Linked DNA regions of Triticum aestivum: region 1 is linked to region 2. A link is a contact called in public HiCAR-type data. All regions are on one chromosome and are shown on one strand. The core of a region is the stretch at or near the end of the contact, and the rest is flanking DNA. Distances in the headings are between cores, read along the strand shown.

Region 1 (6,052 bases), core at 2,368-4,867, 330 kb before region 2:
ACGAATTCGCGATTATATTTGTTATATATCCATCCAGCAAAGCGGCTCCGAGTCGCTGCTGCAGCAAATCGTTGTATCTGTATGAACGTACGTGTATGGTGGTGTATTGATTAACACCATTGTATTGTATTGTACCCTCTTTATTTTCAGTATAAGTACGATTGTGATCTACTACTTCCATGTGTTGTAACCATTTTGTTACATCAGAGTGATGTTGAGAACCAGTTGGATGGAACGGTTTTTATTCTATTGCAAGCAAAATGCCCGGCTAAACTCCGAGTTAACGAAGAAAAATGTGGAATTAATCCAGGCTTGCATCCAGTGTGCAAAATCAGACAAGAGAGTTCAGATAGTTTTTCTTTTTCCGTTTTTTGTTTCGATGAAGGAGTTCAGATAGTTCATGGAAGGGAAACACCACATTTATCCTTTTTCAGATTTGTATGCTACAGATGGAATGAACGGTTCATTAACTACTCAGCCCCAAATCCAGTGAAAATTTACTTAAATCAGAGGTCTCCAAAGACAGCAGTCGTCGATACAAGTAAAAAGTGGACAAAACCTCCTTCCGAACAAATCCTGGAAGAACGATATCAAGTAAACCAACAAAGCCAAGGCTCATTCTTCAGCAGGAGACCAGTGGAAGTATCATAGCTTGCGAAATTCCAGCATTGCTCTTTTAACTCGTATGTTTGAGGATGTTGAAGTCATGTCATAAGAGCTTCAGACCACCAGTGACATCGTCTACCATGTCAGCCGGCCCTGCTCAAATGAAACAGTACAATCAGCAGCGGGATATCGGCTCACTACAAGCCCGCAAATTCTGAAAAATATGATACACTGTGAAAATCATGCATGTAACTTACCAAGAATAGCCATGACTGTTCTGGAATCTACAGGATCGCAAGACAAAAATAAATCAATTTATCAAGACATAAACAGACAGAATTGAACTGGATGTGTGTAGATGAAGATTAAATAACTCACTAGGTGCAATCTGTGTCCTTCCAGCATCAATGGTAATGTGAGTTGGCAGATTCATAGATTTTGCTCTCCCCTGCACCCAAAAGTTGGCTTAAATGTGATGGGACAAAAATAACACTGTTCCAAATGATAAGTTCATTTCGTTTTAAATACAGTAAGAGATTAACCAAATGATTTATCTACAAAGAGAAACCGGAGGATAAGGCCAAGTAAGAATCAAATGTTTCCTTTTTTTTCTAAAATATGGGGGAAGGAATAAATTATTGCAGCTATTTCAGGCCAGGACATATTCACCTACAAAATGTCCAGTTTCTCATTAATATTTCTGCTATTTTAATTCCTCTGAGAACTCTTTAAAAGAAGCTTTTTATTACTAAATGTTATCTGATAAGAGCAAAATATTAAATGACTGCTTTTGTCCATGCGCCTTTTTCTCTGGGTTACTATCTCTAGATAACCCCAAGGTACTTTCGAAATTAATGTGCCAGTGCCCAACAAGGCAGAATACTTACTTGTAAAACCAGCATATCTTCCTCGCTTTCTACTTTCACAACCACCTTGACTTGACCACACCTCTCCCATCTGCAAAAGAGTAAATGAAGAGTAAATGAATTTTCTTTCCTTTTTACCATCTCTGTGCCACACTAGGACGAACAGCAGAAGTAGCTACTGATAATGATACCTTCGTAATGACTTTGGTGCTCTCTGTTGGAGTTTCTTAAACAAGCCCAGTGTTGCATGGCTGAGCAAACAGAAAAGAGGAAAGAAACAACCATAATTAGGCACACCACTCCCATACGCTAAAAATAATGAAAACGTAGTACAATAAAGCGTGATAACTCATCCACTTCTAAAACTGATCATTTACACACTCGGAAGCAAAGATATGCATGCTTCCGTAGTTGAGATGCTCCACATGCTTCCTTGCCAAAACAAATGTAAGACTGCGATTAACTGAATATCATTTCTGCAGCACATCTGCCAATGCTCAAATATGTTGAATAATCTTGCTGAGTTCAAACAACCAACTAGTGTTAGCATGTTAGGTTAACTGTTTCTAGTTATAGACGAGTAGTCATAATGCGGATTGGTGAATGCCATCATAAGGGTTGACAACAAGTTGCTTTGGTAACTAGAGTGCTCCCTTGCTGTCTGGTCAATGAAATCTGACAGAAAATATATTGGCTGGTTGGCATGAGTACAAAGATCAACATCTGGGCATTGCAAAAGTTCTACTGCAATAAGCATTTATGCAACCATAATAAAATTTGCCTTTGTTTTTGGGAGGACCGAATACAGGTGATCGACTGATCGTCCTGGATGAAGAATGCCAGCTGGCTCAAGTGTTATGGAAAATACTGCCATCTATTTTTCAAAACAAATGGCAATTGCGAATTTGGAATTAAGTGAGGCAGCTACCTGGTTTGGGCATCAGGCCAAACCAAAATAGTCTTCCATTCCATCACACCCTACACCCCAACAATTATTTTTACATAAGATAAGAGTAAGATGTGAAGAATACCGATCGCAGTCATGAATTGTGTGCTACAGCTGCAGGATAATTCTAAGGGCATGACACGTACCATTAGCACTTAGCAGACACACGTTCATAGAAAACTAGCAGGAAGAAAAATAACAGATTGCCACATGGCTTTGGCATGACCAATTCGTGTGTGCAACTGCTTTCATTCCAGAAAAACACCCATATTGACAGAAAGGAAAATTTTGTCTACGTTATAATCCTTGTTCAGTTTGAGCTCATAAAAATGTGTCATGATCAGCTCTAACAACAATCTAAAGTGCCAAATAGGTATGTCAGCCCAATATCTCCTGTTGCAAACATGGGCACACTTAACTAGACATCAACTCTTAACAACATGATACACTGACCATTTCATCACTCTGTGTTAACCATCGACATCGGTTCCCCATCTAGTAAGTTTCTATTCTTAGCCAATCCTGATACTGAAATGTGTTACCTGCATTGCGCAGCGATTTTCCCCTTTCCCATCTTCAGGTCGTTTCTCACCACAAGCACCTGCACCAGCAACAAAATCAACCGAGTAATTTCCCATTCTCCCCCCAACATGAAAAACGCCCAAAACCGAGTAAAGGGACGAAGCGTTGGCTAGAAACTCCAATACCATCTTGAAATCCTCTATTATCTTGGCGAGGTTTTCGATCTCCAGGGGGGCGGAGGCGGTCTGGACCTGCGCCCTCTCGGCTTCCCTGGCGGAGTCGGACTTGGTCACCACGTTTCGGGACCAGAACAGCAGCCTGAGCCCGGTCCGCTTCCGCCCGGCGGCTCGCTTCGCCGGCCGGGCGCGGCCGGAATTTTCGTCATCATCTTCGTCCGAGTCGTCCTCGGAATCGTCGTCGCCAGAGTCGGGGGCGGCGGCGGCGTGGATGGGGAAGCGGGCGAGGGCGAGGAAGTAGCCGAGGGCGAAGCAGCCGGCGGCGCCCGCGATAGCGGTGGCCGCGCCAGGGAAGGAGGCGGCCACGGGGAGAGAGAGGACGGAGGTGGTGGCGCCCATCGGGGTCGCCGTCGCCGGTGGCGGCGGCGGCGGGGCGATGGAGCGAGGGGTAGGGGAGAGAGGAGTGGGAGGTGGTTTGGGTGCTACGACACCGTGTGGTTTGGGGATTGGTGGTTTTGGCGAGGTGAAGCTGACACGCGGGGCCCACGGTTCAGTGGGTGTGTTCTGCCCAGCCGCGTGGTTTGGTGAACGCGCCGCGTTGATCGATTGAGAATTTGCAATTTGCAATTGAGCGCTCGACGCTCCTTTTTTTTTCGTTTTGACAGCGAGCGCTCGACGCTGCTTGGTTTGCTAATATTTAGGCAAACTAGAAAATTAGCTAACAAATATAGTACTATATTTTTACACTATAATTGGCTAACAATTGAATTGATTTGACTACCAACTCATATTTGTCTATTTTTCAAGACTTCTCATAGGGATATGGCGTGCGCGCGTAATTCATATGACTGAGCATACGTGTGTATGTGAGCGTCTGTCTTTGTACATTTTTATATCTACTCCTAAGGGCATCTCCAGCCGCGCCCCAGGAAGGCCTCCCCAGGCGTTTTTTTCGCGCCGGCGCTGAAAAAACGGCCCAGTCGCGCCCCCAGGAGCCCGATTTTCGCCGGCTTGGGCCGAAAACAGCGCCGGCGGACCCAGCCCGAACCCGGCGCGCCGGGGGGCGCCCGGGGGCGCCGGGCGAACTGTTTTGGCGCGAAAAAGCCGCGGGCCCGCCGCGTCAGCGACACGGCTCTCTTCTCGGCCCTTCTCGTCCTCATCGCCTCGTTTCCCGCGGCGAATCAATGCCAAAGCTGCCGCGCCGGTCAGCCTGCACCATTGATGCCTCACGGGCGGCGCAGTGAAGACCGGACGACGCGCGTCCCTCGCCCTCCCTCGCCCGCCACGCGTACACACTGTGACACACGCGCCTTGGCCTATATATGAAGCGCCCCGGCGCACTCGGCGACTCACACTCTCCCGCCGCCGTCGTTTCCTCCCTCTCCTCTCCTCTCTTTCGCCGTCCCCAGTTCACAGCCATGGCCGAGCGCTTCCCAAGCGACGGCGCGGCGGCGAACGGCTTCGGCCGCCGCCATCTTCACGAAGACGAGGCTCGCCTCCTTTACGAGGCCGAGTACCCGGTCCCGCCGGACATGCGGGTGCCCGGGACGTGGAGGATCAGCGCAGGCGGCGTGCCGGTGCCCACGGTACCGACCGGCGCGGCACGGCGTGCGGAGATCGCACGCATCCGCTCGAACCTGCCGCGTGCGGCGAGGAAGGCGCCACGGTACGTCCCCGACAGCCCGCTCTGGGAACCGTACTTCCGCCGCCATCAGGCCGAGCAGCTCGAGGCCACCAACGGCATCGTGCCCTCCAGCAGGCTCAACGCCGCCGGCCGGCATCTGTGGTGGGGCGTGCCCGAGCGCACGTTGAAGGCTATCCTCGAGCACATCGAGGGCGGCAACACGCCACGCCTGGAGTACCCCGCTCCCCCTTCCTTCTCACGCCGCCGGGGAAGCTCATGGACCCCGAGGCGCATGGAGACCGGGGGGGTCCTCCTCCTCGTCCGGCGGCTCGCCCTGCCTCCGCCCTGTCAAGCCGGAGCCCCAGGACACGCCGGTGAGCGCGTGCACCCGCAGCTCCGGCGGCGCCAACGCCTCTCCACCAACCGGCCGCTTCGTCCTCGCCGAGCCCAAGCTGGAGCCCGTCCTCCCCGCGGAGTACGAGGAGATAGCCCGGCGCGGCTTCTCCGACGAGGACGCCATGCGGTGGGCGCGGGACGACTACCTCCGCGACGAGATGGTCCGGCAGCACCGGGCCCTGGAGGAGATCGCCGCCCGCAAGCGTGGGCGCGAGGACGAGCACGGCGTCGTGGTCCTGGACAGCGACGACGACGACGCCCCCGGACCGTCCAACCCGCCGCGCCAACCGGGGGAGGGATGCAGCAGGGACGGCGGAGGCGGCGACGACGACGACGACGGTGATGACGACGACGGCGGTGACTACACGCAGTTCTACCGCCTCCTCGGCATGTAGAACCGCGTGGGCAGGCGGCGAGGGAGACGGCGGGCGGCGAGGGAGACGGCGGGGGTAGCCCGCGTAGTTTTTTTTCTTTTTTTGTAAAATATGTTTAAGTTTGAATGAACTCGCCGATGTTTGCGTTAAATTTGAGTCGTTTTTGCGCCGTGTTTGACTTTTTTGACTAACCGTGGGCGCCGCGACTGGGGGACATCACGCCCCCAGTGCGCGGTTTAGCGCCGGTGCGCCCCCAGGGGGCGGTTTTTTGCCCCTCCTGGGGGGCCAACGGCTGGAGATGCCCTAATGGAGCAGTCGGTGAATAGTCTCCACGGTTTATTTTCGTTGGTTTTTTCGTCTCTCCTCCCACCACCCCCTCCCATCCTGGTCCATCGATTTATTTTTCTCTCCACTCTTTATTACAACCAGGACTTTCCTAACGTATAACAAATCACGGATCTAAATTCCTTAAATTATTCATATCAATTGATTTCTTTTATTGGTTCAATTTGTCATAGGAAACAAATAACAAATTTTTAAGA
Region 2 (6,767 bases), core at 3,996-6,495:
TAAGAGTTCCAGAGGTATCAGACAGGGCTGTCCCATGTCGCCTTATTTGTTTGTTTTGGCCATTAATGATCTCTCCATTATGCTGAATGAAGCTTTGAGGGCCAATCATTTACAAGGTATTTCACTTGGACCAAATTGCCCTTCTGTGCATTCTTTGCTGTTTGCAGACGATCTCCTTGTGTGTGGACAGGCCACTTGTCAGGAAGCTCAGGCTATGGCCAACCTCATTCATCATTTCTGTGCTAACTCTGGTCAAACACCCAATTGGAACAAATCTGCTATTCTTTTCAGTTCCCATGTTCCCCAACAGGTTATGGATGACATTAAAATCATTTTTCCAGTGGCTACCCTTGATAATAACTTTACTCACCTTGGTCATCCTCTCATCCTTCCTGCTAATAATAGAGCAACTGCTTACAACTTTGTCTTGGGCAGATTTTTAAATAAGTTGCCCTCTTATAAAGCTAACATGCTCTCTCATGCTGCTAGATTAGAATTAATTCGCGCTGTCTTTTCAGCCATTCCTGTTTATTATATGTCCAATATTCTTTTTCCTAAAAAAATCATTGCAAAACTTACTGCAGTAATCAGGAACTTCTGGTGGACAGGTATTAGAGAAACAGATTCCAGGAAAGGCCTTTGTCTTCGAGCTTGGAAGGACATTTCCAATTCCAAATCAGAAGGAGGGTTAGGTATAAGAAACTTGAAGGCAATCAATGAGAGTCTCATTCTGGCTGCAGCCTGGAGGTTAGTAAATAATCCATCTTCACATTTATACTCTGTTCTCCGAGCGAAATATTTCCCTAACACCACTATTTGGAAGGCTACTCCTGCTCCTCCCAAATCTGCTTTTTGGGCTTCTATCCTCAAAATGTTTCCCAATATTAAGAATCATGCTTTCTATCAGCTTACTCAAGGAAATATCAGTTTATGGAGTATGCCTTGGTGTACCCACTGGAATACTATTCATGACTATCTCATTCCTCAGCATTCAGGCTTTGTTTATCCGTCTTTAGTTAGGGATCTTTGGATGGCTGATAACAAGACTTGGAACCATCAACTCATCTTTCAACTTTTCCGGGAGCCGCTGGCTTCTCATATCATTAATACTGACATTATTCAGGACGATAATGATGATGTGCTTTGCTGGCCTTTAGCGAAGAATGGTAGTTGTTCTCCTAAATCTGCTTACAATTTTTGCTTACAAAACATTCATGCCCATCCTAGAACAACTCCCTCTCAAGTTTTTGCGGACTTAAAAAACTTTCTCAATATGGCGTGGAAGCACAAATCTTTGCTTCCTAAAATAAAAACGTTTGCTTGGCTCTTCTCAGCAACGCTCTGCCTACTGGTATGAGAGCAGGAAGATTCTCCAACCATATTCCTCAAATTTGCTCCAGATGTACTCAACAAGAGGATGATTTTCATCTTTTTTTCCTTTGTCATTTTGCTAGAGCTGCCTGGTATGCTCATCCTTGGTATATTAGATCTGATGCTCTCGTTCATAATCAGGACTCTTTGCTTACCACCATTACTTCTTTAATGGGTTCACATCATCCTCATGCTTCGTTCCAGAATATTTTCATTTTTTTATGGACTTTATGGAAAGCTAGAAATGATTGTCTTTTCGAGCGCAGGAAAGGGCATCCTAATAGGATCCACATTATGGCTGCTAGTATGGATTGTGCAATGCAAGCTGAGGCACTTTTGTCATCTGATGACCAACATAATGTTACTAACAATCTTCATAATGAACAGCAAATTCCTATACAGGGCAAATCCATCCAATCTGATCTCATTATTAAGGGGCCGAAGATTTATTCCGATGTGGCTTTTCGAACTTCAAAAATACCAGGTGCTCTTCGAGGACAGGTTGGTACAGGTATTGGTATCTACTTTTCTCTCCCTGCTGATCATGGGGAGCTCAACATTCAGATTCAAGCTTCTGCACCTGTAACCATTGATCCCATTCAGGCGGAAGCCACGGCCCTGGCTTGTGCTGCTATGCTAGCAAACTTCTTAAATGTGCAGCAGCCTACTTTTTTAACTGACTGTCTTCCGCTTGCTTCTGCAGTAGCTTCTAAAAATATCTCCTATCCTGCTACGCCTTGGAATATCAGAAATTACTTGGCTTCTTTTATTAAGAGTTATACTAATCTCAATGCTCAGGTCTTCCATATTTCCAGGAATCTAAATGGAGTAGCTCACAACCTTGCTCAGCAGGTGTATCAGGCAACAAATCAACCTATAATGTCTTGCTCAACTCGATCACACGCTGCAGACCTCTGTCCAGTGGCGGCAGCTTTAGCTCACTTCTCTGTCACAGGTTACTGTCTACACAAGGTGTACTGCTACTAAGCTCAGAGGACGCTTCAACTAAGTTGTGATTTCTAGGCTTCTTCTTCAAAGCTTTCTTCAGGATTGAAGACACTTTCACGCTTCTTCTTACTTTCAAGATAGATCTACTAAGTGCCCTTCCCTCATTCTTTTAGCTGCAGATCATCTGGTTGACTTGTTTCAACCTATCTTTGCTATTCCATTCAGCTTCTTTTTCTGGTTGTATCTCCTGCTCTGTATTCTCTGGCCTCTGAACCTTGTAATGACTCTTCAAGCTGTCAATGGAAATTGGGCACCTTCCTGGTGCCTTGCTTTGTTCAAAAAAAAAAAGGACCATCGGCGATTGTCGCACCATCCATCTACCATCTCTCTAACCTACTGTGTGTCCCCCACCGCGTGCGATCAATGGCGGAGAGCTTCCCGCCGTCGACCTCCCCGTCCTGTGCACGAGTCAGCTGTCAGCAGCTAGCTAAGCTATGGCAATACGTGATCATGCTACAGGCCTGTCCTGTACCACTATAGCCTGTCCTGTAGCACCCATTTCATCATGGTTTCTTCGGAACAAAGCTCGATTTGTCCGCTGTCCGGCCAGCCAGGCCGATCGATCATGGAGGTTGCCGCGTTCGTTCGTCCAGCCAGCCACTAGTACAACATTTCTTAATCAGCAGGTTCGGACAGGCGAAAACCACCGGAAACCGCCGGCAGATTTCCCGATCGGATTCCCTGGACGGATCCGGATCGAGGAGCGACGCGTCGTGATCTTTCGGCACCCTCCGCGGCATGCGTGGCCATCTTCGGCTCTCGGCACGGTCCGGCCTGTTCCGGTGCCGACCGACGACGCCATGTCTCCGTGCATTCCGCCCAAAGTTCGCTCCACCGCCGGAGCACGCGGTACGTGGATGCCTGCCGTATCAATTTGCGCACTAGTATTTCCGTCGTTTCTTGAACATGGGCAGACATCCCGGGCCATGACGATTTGTCTCGCCGGAGCTTTCTGGATCGAGAGGACGTGCCGGAACCGGCTGAGCACGGCTTTCGGGCCGGAACGGGCTCGGCTCGCTCGATTTCGGGCGATGGAACGGGCGCCTTTCGCCTTCCGTTTCCGGTCAGGGAAGCCTGGCACGTCTCGGCGGAGTGCACGCCAGGTCAAGTGCGTCGGTACGTGGCGCACTTTTGTCTTCTTCATTCGAGTTTTTGGAGGAGGATACGCCGACGTTCTGAGGACGACGCTGACGCGGGTGGTGCCTTTTGTCGGGAGTCATGTGACTCACCGACTCGGTCAAAAATAAGACGGACATTGGTTCATCAAAGAACCAGGTCAGGTCATAGTAGCTGGAACAGGTGCGGGTAAAACTTGGATCGAATGTACAGTAAGACCTACTACCACCGTTCCAAATTATAAGATGTGTTTGGATATCCTAATACAGTATAAACTAGGTGCGGGCTTAAACATAAATGAACAAACACACTAAAATGCGTCTATGTACATCCGATTCAGGAAAAAAAAAAGTTAGAGCTTCTCATAATTTGAAATGGAAGTAGTAAATAGCATGCTAGTAACTTTTTTATACATTAACAAAATGTAATTACTAGCTTTTTACGGCTGCCAACCGAAATTTTTGCTAAGCTCGGAATATTGACAAGCGGGAAGTGCGGGTGTTTCTACTTCCACGTCTGCATATTGTGGTGTACATAAACGAAATTGCTGTAGGGACGACATAAACCAGCCGAATCGTGAACGACGGGAGGATTCAACGGTGATGTTCATTTTTGGACTACACATGGATGGCTGGATGCCCTGCATCGTCTGAATATGTCGTCTGTGTAGCAGCTCTCGTACATAAATCAGGTTTGGATTCTTTTTCTTGTTTTGCTAATGTTAACTTGAGAACGTGTTGATGTTGGTTAGATGCGTGTAGACGAAAGGATTTTAGTCAGACGCATAAAAATGAACCCATGCCCTCGATTGAAATTGGTTCAAAATGTTGCTCAATTAGACATGTTGCAAGGTCAAGGTTGTAGTTGCGTTTGATAGATCGCATGGTTCGGGTCATCTCAAAGCTTCTACTCTTCACAAACCTTGAACCATTGTAGTGGTCGTGTCATCTCCCCCAGGTACCTCTAGTGTCTAGCTTGACGCGTCGGTATATGTGAGAAACATGCTAGAGGAGTTGGCGGTCAGGCTTCAACAACACATATCTGACAGTGTGTTCAGCTCTCGCCCCTTCCAAACCAGGAGGAAGCGGCAGACTCATCAGCGCGTTACGAGGTGGATGGTGTGTGTGATTATGTTATACAGCCGGTAACACAATGACAATGGAATGGTTAAAGAACTAGGGACGTTGCAACAAAGTGCAAAGAGGCGTGAGCGAAGGCGGGCGCTATCATGCGAAAGAAAACACGTCAACGGTGAAAGAAAGTGGCCCGAAGCCGCGCCATGCAAATGCGCGGACAAACGAGGCATGGATAAGAAGAACCATACCCAAGAAGCAACGTCTGTCGTTTCGCGCCCGGTGCAGTCTCTTATTAGATACCCGAAAAATCTTTGAAGTCACCTTCATGTCGGAAATTACAACAAACAATTAAGACCGAACCCGAAAACCCCTCAGTTGAACATCAAATAATTGCCTACCACTAATAGCTAATTACTACCAAAAATAGGACACATATTTATTCTCTCTTTGAGTTGGCACATATTTATTCGTTTATTACTCTCCCTGCCAATCCACGGAAGGCTGTCTTTTGAACAAATATTCATTTCTACTGTATTACTAATACTTTATCAGCATCTCCTCCAGTGAGGCACTGCCAAGTGGCAGAGTATTATAAAGACAGTACCACTATATAAAAATTGAATGAATAAAGATATGGGGGGGGGGGGGGGGCTATTTTATCATAGCCCAGTCACGACATTCACATGCGCATTGTGCTGTACACACACCCACTCCTCTTTATCTCAGACCCCCTCCCGCTTCCTCCAATTCTCACTCCCAGGTCCCTTTCAACGAGAGAGAGGGAGAGAGGAGCGCCACTATTAAGGCCGAGGCGGGGGAGGCCCAGCGGAAGGAAGCGGAGAGGAAGGAGCAGCAGCAGGAGCAGGAGACCCAGCAGCAAGGCCAAGGACTCACCGCCAGACCCCCGCTCGCCAACGGCAGGTAGCTAGCCTCCTCCGCCCCCTTCTCCCCGCTCTAGCAAGAAACCATGGCGGATTCCGTCCAGGATTCCGCGTCCGTCGGTGTGATTCTGCCGGATTGCTTGTGTCGTGTGCGCACGGGTGTTCCTCTTGTTCTTGGGTCGTGTTCCTCTCCCGCTTTCCCCTGTTCCCCTTCACGCGCTTTCGCAATTGGCACCTCGAGGCCCAGTGCTAATCACGGGGGAGCCCTTGCCGTGGGCTTCGTCTGTCCTCGGCTAGGTGGCGTCGGGAGTGCGTAGGCGTCGGTGCGGGTTCTGGAATGCGTGCTGCGTGTTCTTTCTCGCTGCTGCTGTTGGAGTGTTGTTCCTCTCTCCCTGCGGTCCAAATCCTCCCAAATTCAGTTTCCTCGACCTTTGCCCGCTGTTCTCAAGTTCTTAAGTCGGATTAATTAGGAGAATATATCTTGGGGGCGCGTGCTCTTATCCGGATCCTGGGATGACGTTCTGGCTGCTGGGAATCCGGCTTGCCCATTCCTTAACCTTCACGGTTGATTTAGTGGGGAAAAAGATGTTGTTTTGCTCATGGTGATAAACATTTCGGCAAATCTTTTCTTATCAAGTTAACTAAGTAAACTTTGCCCAAGATGGGCACAGATCCAGGCAGCCCTTTCTCCCTCACTGTCTGGTTTCTTGTTCTACAGTTTCTTCAAAGCGTTATGTAAAGTTTTTAGTTCAGCTGCTGAGTTAGGTTCACAGTGAAGAACTCTTTAGGCAACCTACACTCTTCTTTGTGATGCACACCTCGAGCTGCTCTCCTTTTTAAGAAACATTGGGAGAAGGCGTAGATCTGATTAAAGTTGGGTTCAGTAACAGATAACTTCCTTAAACATGCAAAGCCCTACCAAGGATTCAACTGCAAAAAAGAACAAACCGAAAAACTAACAAACTTTTCCACCTGTTTACTTCATGACCAATTGTGAAGCCGGGGACCAACGACATGGCCTCTGACCAGCTATTCACAACGTTGAGCTACTAGTCTTTTAGACATGTCCTGACATGTTAAGACACCTCATGCCTATCATCATGTGTTGCAATCTGCAAGCGTGCAAACGGGGCGCTTTGTAAGTCCTGATGTTTGTTCTCACCTAGAGGCTTTTCGGCACATTCGTCGGCTGCTGTGCTTTCAATCATTCAGCTATTCACCATATATGTGCCACATTAATTTGTTCTGACACTACTGTCATAGGATGTTTTCCTGTAAGGTTTGGCTGCTGTCTAGTATTTCTCATTGGTTCACA

The links. HiCAR-type assays count read pairs that join an accessible place to other places.
Region 1: a contact with region 2 is called in a HiCAR-type map of leaf, with 4 times the contacts expected there. The contact joins the promoter of LOC123047067 here to the promoter of LOC123047064 in region 2. A contact is called at or near these places in 1 of 5 Hi-C or Micro-C datasets (leaf) and 1 of 1 datasets of contacts at active chromatin or transcription factors (leaf).

The regions. Positions count from the first base shown.
Region 1 is chr2B:739,718,306-739,724,357 of IWGSC CS RefSeq v2.1, reverse strand. It overlaps LOC123047067 (peptidyl-tRNA hydrolase 2, mitochondrial), which reads right to left and starts at 3,617. Exons shown (of 7, transcript XM_044470562.1): 1 at 3,126-3,617; 2 at 2,961-3,019; 3 at 1,664-1,723; 4 at 1,494-1,563; 5 at 985-1,054; 6 at 864-890; 7 at 398-759. The coding sequence starts at 3,515. The coding sequence ends at 710. LOC123047068 (endonuclease 4-like) reads left to right here. Exons shown (of 8, transcript XM_044470563.1): 8 at 1-174.
Region 2 is chr2B:739,386,163-739,392,929 of IWGSC CS RefSeq v2.1, reverse strand. It overlaps LOC123047064 (protein TIFY 3), which reads left to right and starts at 5,245. Exons shown (of 5, transcript XM_044470559.1): 1 at 5,245-5,492.